Regions from separate parts of the Mus musculus genome. Here region 1 is linked to region 2. A link is a contact called in public HiChIP or PLAC-seq data. All regions are on one chromosome and are shown on one strand. Each heading gives the region's core, a stretch centred on a gene start, on an enhancer-like site or on the middle of the called end of the contact. The rest is flanking DNA. Distances are from core to core; before and after follow the strand shown. Region 1 has its middle 5.3 kb from the start of Gm40377. Region 2 overlaps Kcmf1 (potassium channel modulatory factor 1).

Region 1 (4,272 bases), core at 409-2,908, 350 kb before region 2:
TTTAAATGGACCAATCATGTGAAACCGCACCAATTCCTCCCCCAGCCCCACCCCTTTTCTATAAAAGTCCCTAGCTTCCAAGCCTCGGGGTCGAAACCACTGTCTCCTGTGTGAGATAAGTTTCGAACCAGAGCTCCGCCATTATGGCTCCACCATGTGGTCGACACCTCTGTCTCCTGCGAGAGATATGTGTCGGCCCGGAGCTCCGTCATTAAACTACCTCATGCTTTTACATCAAGATGGTCGTCTGTTCGTGGTTGTCTGTTCGTGATTCTTGGGTGCGTGCCGAACGACAATTGAGTGGGGGTTTCCCCACTAGGTTCTTTCAGCATGATGTGGCCAATCAGAAAAGAGTAAGCGACAGTAGCAGGGGCAGGAACAGGGACTTTGAGTTTACAGATATGTTATGACATAACAAACATAGAAGAGAATCATTTTTCTTTCTAGAGTTTCTTGTGGCTCCTTGTTACTTTCTATCAGTCAGAAGATTGGTCACCCTCAGTTCTGACAGTCATTTTTATTGTGGAATTACCAGAAAAAAGTTCTGCAAAAGTGTTGTACGTAGACCTAAGACACAGGGTGTTTAGGAGGGTAAAGGCTCAGAGAAGAAATGAGGGAAGAATGCTATTGTCCTCAAATGTGTTAAAGGAGATCGTGAGGATACTGCAGAAGAGAGCTGATGGCTCTGCCACAGACGGGATTTCTTACAGTAAAAGTCTTCTCACAGGGTCATAGAGTAACATACGTTCTGCAGGAGAAACCCAGTCAGGCATGGTGGTGCAGCCTTTAATCTCAGCATTTAGAAGGCAGAAGCAAGCGGATCTCTTGAGTTCAAAGCCAGCCTGGTTACAGAGTTCCAGGATAGCCAAGAAGCTACACAGACAAACACTGTGTTATAAGAAAAAGAGAGGAAGGAAGGAAAGAAGGAAGGAAGGCAGTTGAGGTTTTGTCTTTTGCTATGTGTTGTAATGCTAAATACTGGCCCTCAACGCCTGGTTGCCTCCAGGGATTAGTGAATCCACTAACTAACTTAACTTAAAACTATTGGTTGAATAAAGATGCTGACACCCTATAGCTGGGCAGAAGAGAGGTAGGTGGGGTTTTGGTTCCCTGGCTGGGAGTCTGAGGCAGGAGCCCTGGGAGCAGGGTGGGGATACGGAGAGAGGAGAAGATGCTATGGGGTGGGTGTGTCATGAAAACATGGCCCCAAGGAATGGCCAACTGGAGTTAAGAGCTGCCCAGTTGGAACACAGCAAGTTATAACTCGGGGTTACTGATGGGGAAATAGATTCTAATAGCTCAGAGGGTAGATACCTACCCAGCTCTAGTGCATATAAAGGTTGTGTATCTTTTATCTGAGAACTGAATGATCAAAGGCTGGGTAGAAACCCCTGATTGAGATTAAATATTTGCAACAACAAGAAAGAAAGAGAGAAAGGAAGGGAGGGAGAGAGGAAAGAAGGGAGGGGAGGAAACGCCTACTTGCTGGGCACCACTCCTAACTTGAGTACTCTAGAGACCCTTTGTCCAGGACAGCCCTTAAAACTTAACATGCAGGAATTGCTGCTTTCGAAATGTGGTGCTGGCTGACTCGGGAGTTGGAGGCAGGAAGTTAGAGCCTGTGTATCTAACAAGTTCCAGATGACACAATGCTACTAGCCCGCAAACCACACTGTGAAGATTAAGGACTTAAGCCAGAGGCTCTGGGACTTGATTGCACACTGGAATCCTCTGAAGAAAAGGGGATGTTTCCCTTCCAAAAACTTTTAATTCCCAGAATAGAACTACCCAAGACTGACCATGGTTTATCATATATATATATATATATATATATATATATATGTGTGTGTGTGTGTGTGTGTGTGTGTATATGTATATATGTATATATGTATATATGTATATATGTATATATGTATATATGTATATATGTATATATGTATATATGTATATATGTATATATGTATATATGTATATATGTATATATGTATATATGTATATATGTATATATGTATATATGTATATATGTATATATATATAAACAATGTCTCAACTACAAGAAAATATAGTAATAATTATTGACTTTCATAACTTCTGAGAAACTAATCTCTCAAGTTTTTTACAAGTCTAAGAAACTACTAGAGCCACAATTCCTAACTTATTTTGTAGTATATTCATTTGACCACAAGATGGCGCCAAAGGAACAAACTATGCATCAGGAAACCTTGCAAAGCCGACGCCCCCCCCCCCCCCCCCACACACACACACACACACACAAAGCTAAGAGATAGAGACCACCTTCCCAGGTCTGAGGAAAAATCGATCACAGAGTCCTTTAAGAAGTGATCACATTTATAGAAAACAATATGTATACACAACCGTAAACACAATTTCCAAAGGTCTACAGGACCTGAAATTTAAATTCTCCCTTACCATTATCCATCTATCCTTCTTCATATCTCCTGCTTCATAAAGAAAATAGAACCTGGCCCTACCTAAATCTTCCGATTTGCTCACTTCACCCTCCATCTTCCTCTCACTGTCATAGAACAGACTCGGTTTTTTTTAAGGGGTTTTAAATATTTATTTTGTGTATGTGGTGGCGGAGGTCAGATGACAACTTGCAGAAATCAGCTCTTCCCTTCCACTGTGTGGGTTTGGGGAGTCGAACTTCCGCTGTCAGCTGTGGCAGCAAGCCTGCTTAGCCACTGGACCATCTCTTGGGCCAGATACCATTTCTTTTCATTGAAGGTTAAATTACCCTGTCCCTGATCTGTTCCACCCTGATTTCTGCCAAAGTTTGTACCTTCTTGTGTCAGTTTTACACCCACTCACTTTTCTGATATTTAGAATAGCATAAAGTCTTTATTTTAAAATATAAAAAGCCAAAGGCTATCACACAGATGTATGTCATGAACATTTATGGCTTTCTACCATATACTTTCTGAGTTTATATGAAGTCAGCGCTTATAAAAATGAAGTCATATCTGTGCGTGTGTGTGTGTGTGTGTATGAGTGTGTATGAGTGTGTGTGTGAATGTGTGTGTGTGTGAATGTATGTGTGTGTATGTGAGTGTGTGAGTGTATGTATGTGTGTATGAGTGTGTGTGAATGTATGAGTATGTGTGTGAATGTGAGTGAATGTGTGTGTGTATGTGTATGTGAGTGTGTGTGAGTGTATGTATGAGTGTGTGTGTATGAGTGTGTGTGAATGCGTGAGTATGTGTGTGTGACTGTGTGTGACTGTGTTATGTGTGTGAGTGTGTGTGTGAGTTGTGTGTATGATTGTGTGTGTGAATGTGTATGTGTGTGAATGTATGTGTATGTGAGTGTATGTATGAGTGTGTGTGTTTGAGTGTGTGTGATTGTGTGTGTGAGTGTGTGTATGTGTGTGTGACTGTGTGTGACTGTTATGTGTGTGAGTGTGTGTGTGACTGTGTGTGTGAGTGTGAGTGTGAGTGTGAGTGCATGTGCATGCCACGGGTGGTGTTCCTTAGGCCCTGTTCACCTTGGAGGTCTCTAGTTGGCCTGAGGCTCACTGATTAAGCTGGGGTGGCTGACTAGAGAGCCCCAAGAATCTGCCTGCCTCTGCTTCCCCAACACGAGCGTTACCAGGGTCCCACGTGTGGATTCTAGGCAGCAAACTCAAGTCTTGTTCATGCTTGCAAGGTAAGCACATTACCAGCTGAGATACCACCGGAGCCTCCTAGCCTTTTTCTTTTTTAAAAAGTGCTTTTAGTAATGGTGTCTACTTGTAATTTCTGTTGCGGTAAGTAATGAAATCCTTGGGGAAAGACTACGTGTCTCTCTGACAACTGGGACGATAGACTGTTCCATTTCACAGGTCAAGTAACCCGAGAGAAAAAAACCCACAGGCAGAATGAGAGATTATGGCTACCAAAGAAGGGGAACGTGGGCTGCATCTCTGATGCTGTGGTGGCATATTCTATGTCATTTATTTATGTATTTGCTTATTTATCTGCCTGTGTAACTCTGGATGTCCAGGAACTCACCTTATAGACCAGGCTGTCTCCTGAGTGCTGGGGCTAAATGTCTGTGCCACCGTGCCTGGCTGGCATCTTTTAGTGTTAATAGCAAACAATAGCTGGGCAGGTGCAGTGATCAACAGTGGTCCACACAGTACAGAACACTGCTTCTCTCACAGGTTACTTCTACTCCCCGAGCCTCTTTACAATCTAGCTGTCTTTGGCTAGAATCTGTTTTCTAGTCACACTCTGTGGCTGGAAAAAAAAAAAAAAGGACCCAAAACAACCA
Region 2 (4,582 bases), core at 1,559-4,058:
TCTTTGTGGTGGCCTGTGCTGCTGTTATTTGTTTGGGTATCAGGGCGTTCTCCATTGCTCCACTGCTTCCCAAATGCTGGGCTCGCAAGAGGGAGGTGCGGCTTCTTAGCAGTTGGTCTCTGGCTGGTTGTACACATTTGGGGTGTAATTTATGTATTCTTTCATCCTCCATGTTCCTTTTAAATGATACAGTCCACAGGTTTATTTTTAGAAAGGATATTTTATAGATGCTGAATATTTTACGAAACTTCTTCTATCGCACCAAGAGGACCATTATGTCTGGTTGCTTAAGTTGGCCCTAGTGGCACACTGTCTCTCATCTCGTAGTCACTGATGTGAATCTCTTGGAACCATTCTTTCATAGTGCTTAGAGATGTTGGGTTTCTTACCACTTTTCTATAATAAATTTTCTGGAAATTTTCTATAAATAGATCTTATTCTCATGTTCTAAAAAGAAATAACCAGAAACCCTACTAAAGAAAAATGAAATACTGTTTAATAATGTCTTCCTGGGCTAGAGAGATGCCTCAGCTGTTAAGAACACTTCTTGCCCTTATAGAGGAACTGAGGTCAATTCCCAGCATGCATGTCAGGCTGCTTGTGTCTGTAACTGCAGCTCCAGGGATCCAAAGAGAGCCCTCTTGCTTCTGCAGGCACCCAAACACAAAGACAGAGAAATAAAAATAAAAACAAATGCCTTTTATAATATTAATTCTCAGTCCTGGGGTGTAGTCAGTAATAGAAAGAATACTTTAGAAACATTCAAGAGGCCCTGAGTTTGATCCCCCAAACAGCCCAAGGTATAATGGCTCTGGAGCAATTAAGCATTTTATTAGCAGTCATGAACTACACAGTGTTGTTACCAGCATTGTCTCCTAGTGACCAACTCAAGGCCATCACATTCCAAACGTTGCATTGCTGATGATGTGTGTTTTAAAGCCTAAAGAAATATTTAGTATTTACATGTAAAATGCAGCTGGTTCAAAAGAAGTACAAAGTTAGTTTTTTTGTCGTGTGTCCTGTCCCCCCCACCCCACCCCCACCCCGGTCCATTTGGAAGCCAGGTGAAAGGTAGGAAGCTCACCAGCTGTCATCCATTACATTGCAGACAGTGACTACCTGGCAGCCACTTCCCAACTTCTAGGCAGAAGCATTGTAACAGCCATGCTTTGATGGCACCTCTTAGGAACCACTATTACCCACTCACTAAGCACTGCTCAAGTGAGGCTAGTAAGATAGGAAGCACAGTGACTTTCATAAATGAACACTTTATAAGAGCTAAAAAAATCATGTTTTGCTACTATTTTATGAATTAAAATTCAAAGAGGCTCCTTAATTTTTTAATTTTAGTTTTGTTACCTTTTAAAATGTATACATGTAGGTCAGAGGACATGTGGTAGTTGGGTCTCTCCTATGTGGATTCCCTGAATTAAACTCAGTCATTACTCACTGAGCCATTTCAACAGCTCTTGTGTGTGTGTGTGTGTGTGTGCGCGCGCGCGTGTGTGTCGTGGCACATGAGTAAAGGTCAGAAGAGAGTTTTCTGGGAGTCCATTCTCTGTTTGTATCATGTGGATCTAGAAATCAAATGCAGGTCTTCAGAACTGACAAGTCTCTTTACCTGCTGAGCCACCTTGCCAGTTCTGGGGTTTGTTGTTTGGTCAGGTTGTTGAGACAGGCTGTAACTAAAGCAGGTTCCTAAGGCTGGCCTAAATTCTTGATCCTTCTGTTCCCACCTCCTGAGCACTGAGGTTACAGGCATGGACCATCATGCTCTGCCTGCATTTAGGATTTCTTCATGTTTGAGAGGGTTTTTAGTTTGTTTTTTAATTAAGACAGAAAAGGCAAGAAAGCAATTGAGGGAATGACTTGCAGAAGGCATATATGTAAGAGATGGGAAGGTAGAAGATACAATCCTGTTACAATGCCATCTGCTGCCAAACATGTGCCTATAGCCTCATGGGGTGTTCCCTATGATCGACTGACCGAAGAGGAGAAGACTAGAGCCTGGTTTACTGATGGCTCTGCACGTTATGCAGGCACCACCCAGAAGTGGACAGCTGCAGCATTACAACCCCTTTCTGGGACAACCTTGAAAGACACAGGTGATGGGAAATCTTCACATTGGGCAGAACTTCGGGCAGTACACATGGTATTACAGTTTGTTTGCAAGAAGAAATTGCCAGATGTACGATTATTCACTGACTCATGGGCTGTAGCCAATGGATTGGCTGGATGGTCAGGGACTTGGAAAGATCACAATTGGAAAATTGGTGAGAAAGACATCTGGGGAAGAAGTATGTGGATAGATCTCTCCAAATGGGCAAAGGATGTGAAGATATTTGTGTCCCATGTAAATGCTCACCAAAAGGTGACTTCAGCCGAGGAGGAGTTCAATAATCAAGTGGATAAGATGACCCGTTCTGTGGACAGTCAGCCTCTCTCCCCAGCCATCCCTGTCATTGCTCAATGGGTCTGGAGTATGGGAAGTGAATTACAAGGTATGAGACCCTTACGCTGCAAGCAGAAGTCCGAGGGACCTTATCCGAGACATGTCAAACTGTGTGCTCTGTTCCCTATAATCACAAGAATTGGACACTGCTTCTATATTAGTTTACCGGATTATTTGTCCTTGATCTGTAGCATAAAATACAGCATAAGAAATTTTATAGTGCTTATAAAATAAGCACATAATAGAAATAAAAGTCATAGGACAAATACATATTTCCGTAGAGTTTGAATCTCTTCAACTCTATTCCAGTTTAAAGAAGTTGTGGTTGAGCTTGCAGACGTGCACTGCTGATGTGGTTTAGATGTGAGTGCTGGAAAACACAGAGGCCTCGTGCTCACATGCATTACTTTATCCACGTTACTCCTAGTCAGTAAACAGTTATCATTCACAACGCTGTTTCCATTCTAGTATCTGTAGCTCTGAGACTCTCTTTGATTTTTCTTCTTCTTTTTAAATTTTTTTTTTTTAAGAGATGGGGTCTGACTATGTAGCCCAGCTAGCCTGTCTCTAATTCAAGATCCTCCTGCCTCAGTAGCCTGTTTTTTGCACTCTGTAAAGCAGAATGACTTTTTTTAAAAACTTCTTTTCAATCAAAGCACATTTATTTTAAGTAGATGGAGATAGTTACCTACTTTACCATAGTTACCATACCATAATGTAGATAAAAAGATTTAAGTTAATGATGTAAGTTAACTATATTTCAGACAATCAACAGGTATTAAAATATGTTTTTAAAATAAATGAGGCACTGTCTTCAAAACAGGTTAAAGACTGCTCACTTGTAGATCTCAACCAGAACGTAAAAACAAAAAACATTATAATATACATTGATTTGAGGGGCAGGGCCTTGGTGTTGGTTAATAGCTTCACACATGGCACTTTATTTAGAGTCAGGGTCTCACTATATAGCCTTGGCTATGATAGAACTTACTAGGTGGACCAGGCTGGATTTGAACTCAGAGATCCTCCTCTCTGCTCAAGCATATCTATCTGTAACCTCAGTCTAAGGGTTATTGGGGTCAGATAGTGAGAGAGACTATCTCAAAAAATAAGGTGGTAGACCTTTAATTCCAGCACCTAGGAGGACAGAGATAGGCAGATGTCTTTGACTTTGAGGCTAGCCTGGACTACATAATAAGTTCTATGATAACTAGGGCTTTTATAGCAGTCTAAAGTTTGATTTCCAGCAGCCACGTGGTAATTTGCAGCCATTCATAACTCCAGTTCCCTGGAGATCTGATGCCCTTTTCTGACACCAGGCACACATCACATGATGCACATTTATACATCCAGGCAAATCACATTCAAATAAAACAAATCTGGAAGAGGAAAAGGGTCACTAAAAATAGAAATAAAACTCTAACTTTAAAAGTATTTAAGCCTAAGGGGCTGGGGAGATGGCTGTGGTTGAGAGTGCTTACTGCTCTTGCAGAGGCCGACTTCAGTTCCCAGTGCTCACAGCCAGGCTTGGAGCCGCCCAGAACACCAGTTTGATTGTGGGGAGGGAGCTAATACCCTCTGGCATCCTTGGGCATCAGTACCCAGCTTGTGTACATTATGCCTACTTCTATTTTTTTATGTAAACATAAAACATTATTTCTAGTTTTGGTGAGCATTTGTTTTTTAGTTCCACTGTGATGCCTAACTTCAGGTATCAACTTGAATGGATTAGGATACACTCAGGAAACATTTTTCATGTGACAATTAAGTCTCTCTATATCATCCATGTGTGAGTGTGCTGGCCTATACATACATGTGGAGGCTCCCCACCCATCCATCGATTTTGGAGGCAGGGCTGTATAGGTCTCCCTGTGAAGCCTAAGTTGGCCTGGAACTCACAGAGACCCACCTGCCTGTGCTGCCTCTCAGATGGCAATCACAGGCCTCTCCCTAACTGGAACCTTGTTTCTTAAAAACAGAAGTGGAATAGACCAAATAACTAATGACAAAATGTAGCAAGAGAAAAATGAAGAATTCAGGAACATTTCCCAGAAATGAGCAGAGAGACAGTTGCATCAGTCAGGCTGTAGTTGTACTTGCATCCAGGCTGGTCTTCCAGGTTGATGTTGT

The links. HiChIP or PLAC-seq counts read pairs in DNA pulled down with a chosen protein or histone mark.
Region 1: a contact with region 2 is called in an H3K4me3 HiChIP or PLAC-seq map of bone marrow-derived macrophages, with 4 times the contacts expected there. The contact joins two enhancer-like sites. A contact is called at or near these places in 1 of 39 promoter capture datasets (hippocampal neurons), 11 of 115 datasets of contacts at active chromatin or transcription factors (the NIH/3T3 cell line, bone marrow-derived macrophages, embryonic basal ganglia and 6 more) and 2 of 9 other capture datasets (adipose tissue and liver).

The regions. Positions count from the first base shown.
Region 1 is chr6:73,225,922-73,230,193 of GRCm38.p6, reverse strand. No RefSeq gene overlaps it. Among named protein-coding and RNA genes, the nearest start is that of Gm40377, 5.3 kb to the right of the region's middle. Within about 2 kb of position 1,658, at least 60 of the 459 cell types and tissues checked have an H3K27ac peak or open chromatin away from gene starts, as enhancers often do. A contact at or near this core is called in bone marrow-derived macrophages, where this site is marked.
Region 2 is chr6:72,875,062-72,879,643 of GRCm38.p6, reverse strand. The region is part of intron 1 of Kcmf1 (potassium channel modulatory factor 1); the gene reads left to right. Among named protein-coding and RNA genes, the nearest start is that of Kcmf1, 23 kb to the left of the region's middle. Within about 2 kb of position 2,808, at least 7 of the 459 cell types and tissues checked have an H3K27ac peak or open chromatin away from gene starts, as enhancers often do. A contact at or near this core is called in bone marrow-derived macrophages, where this site is marked.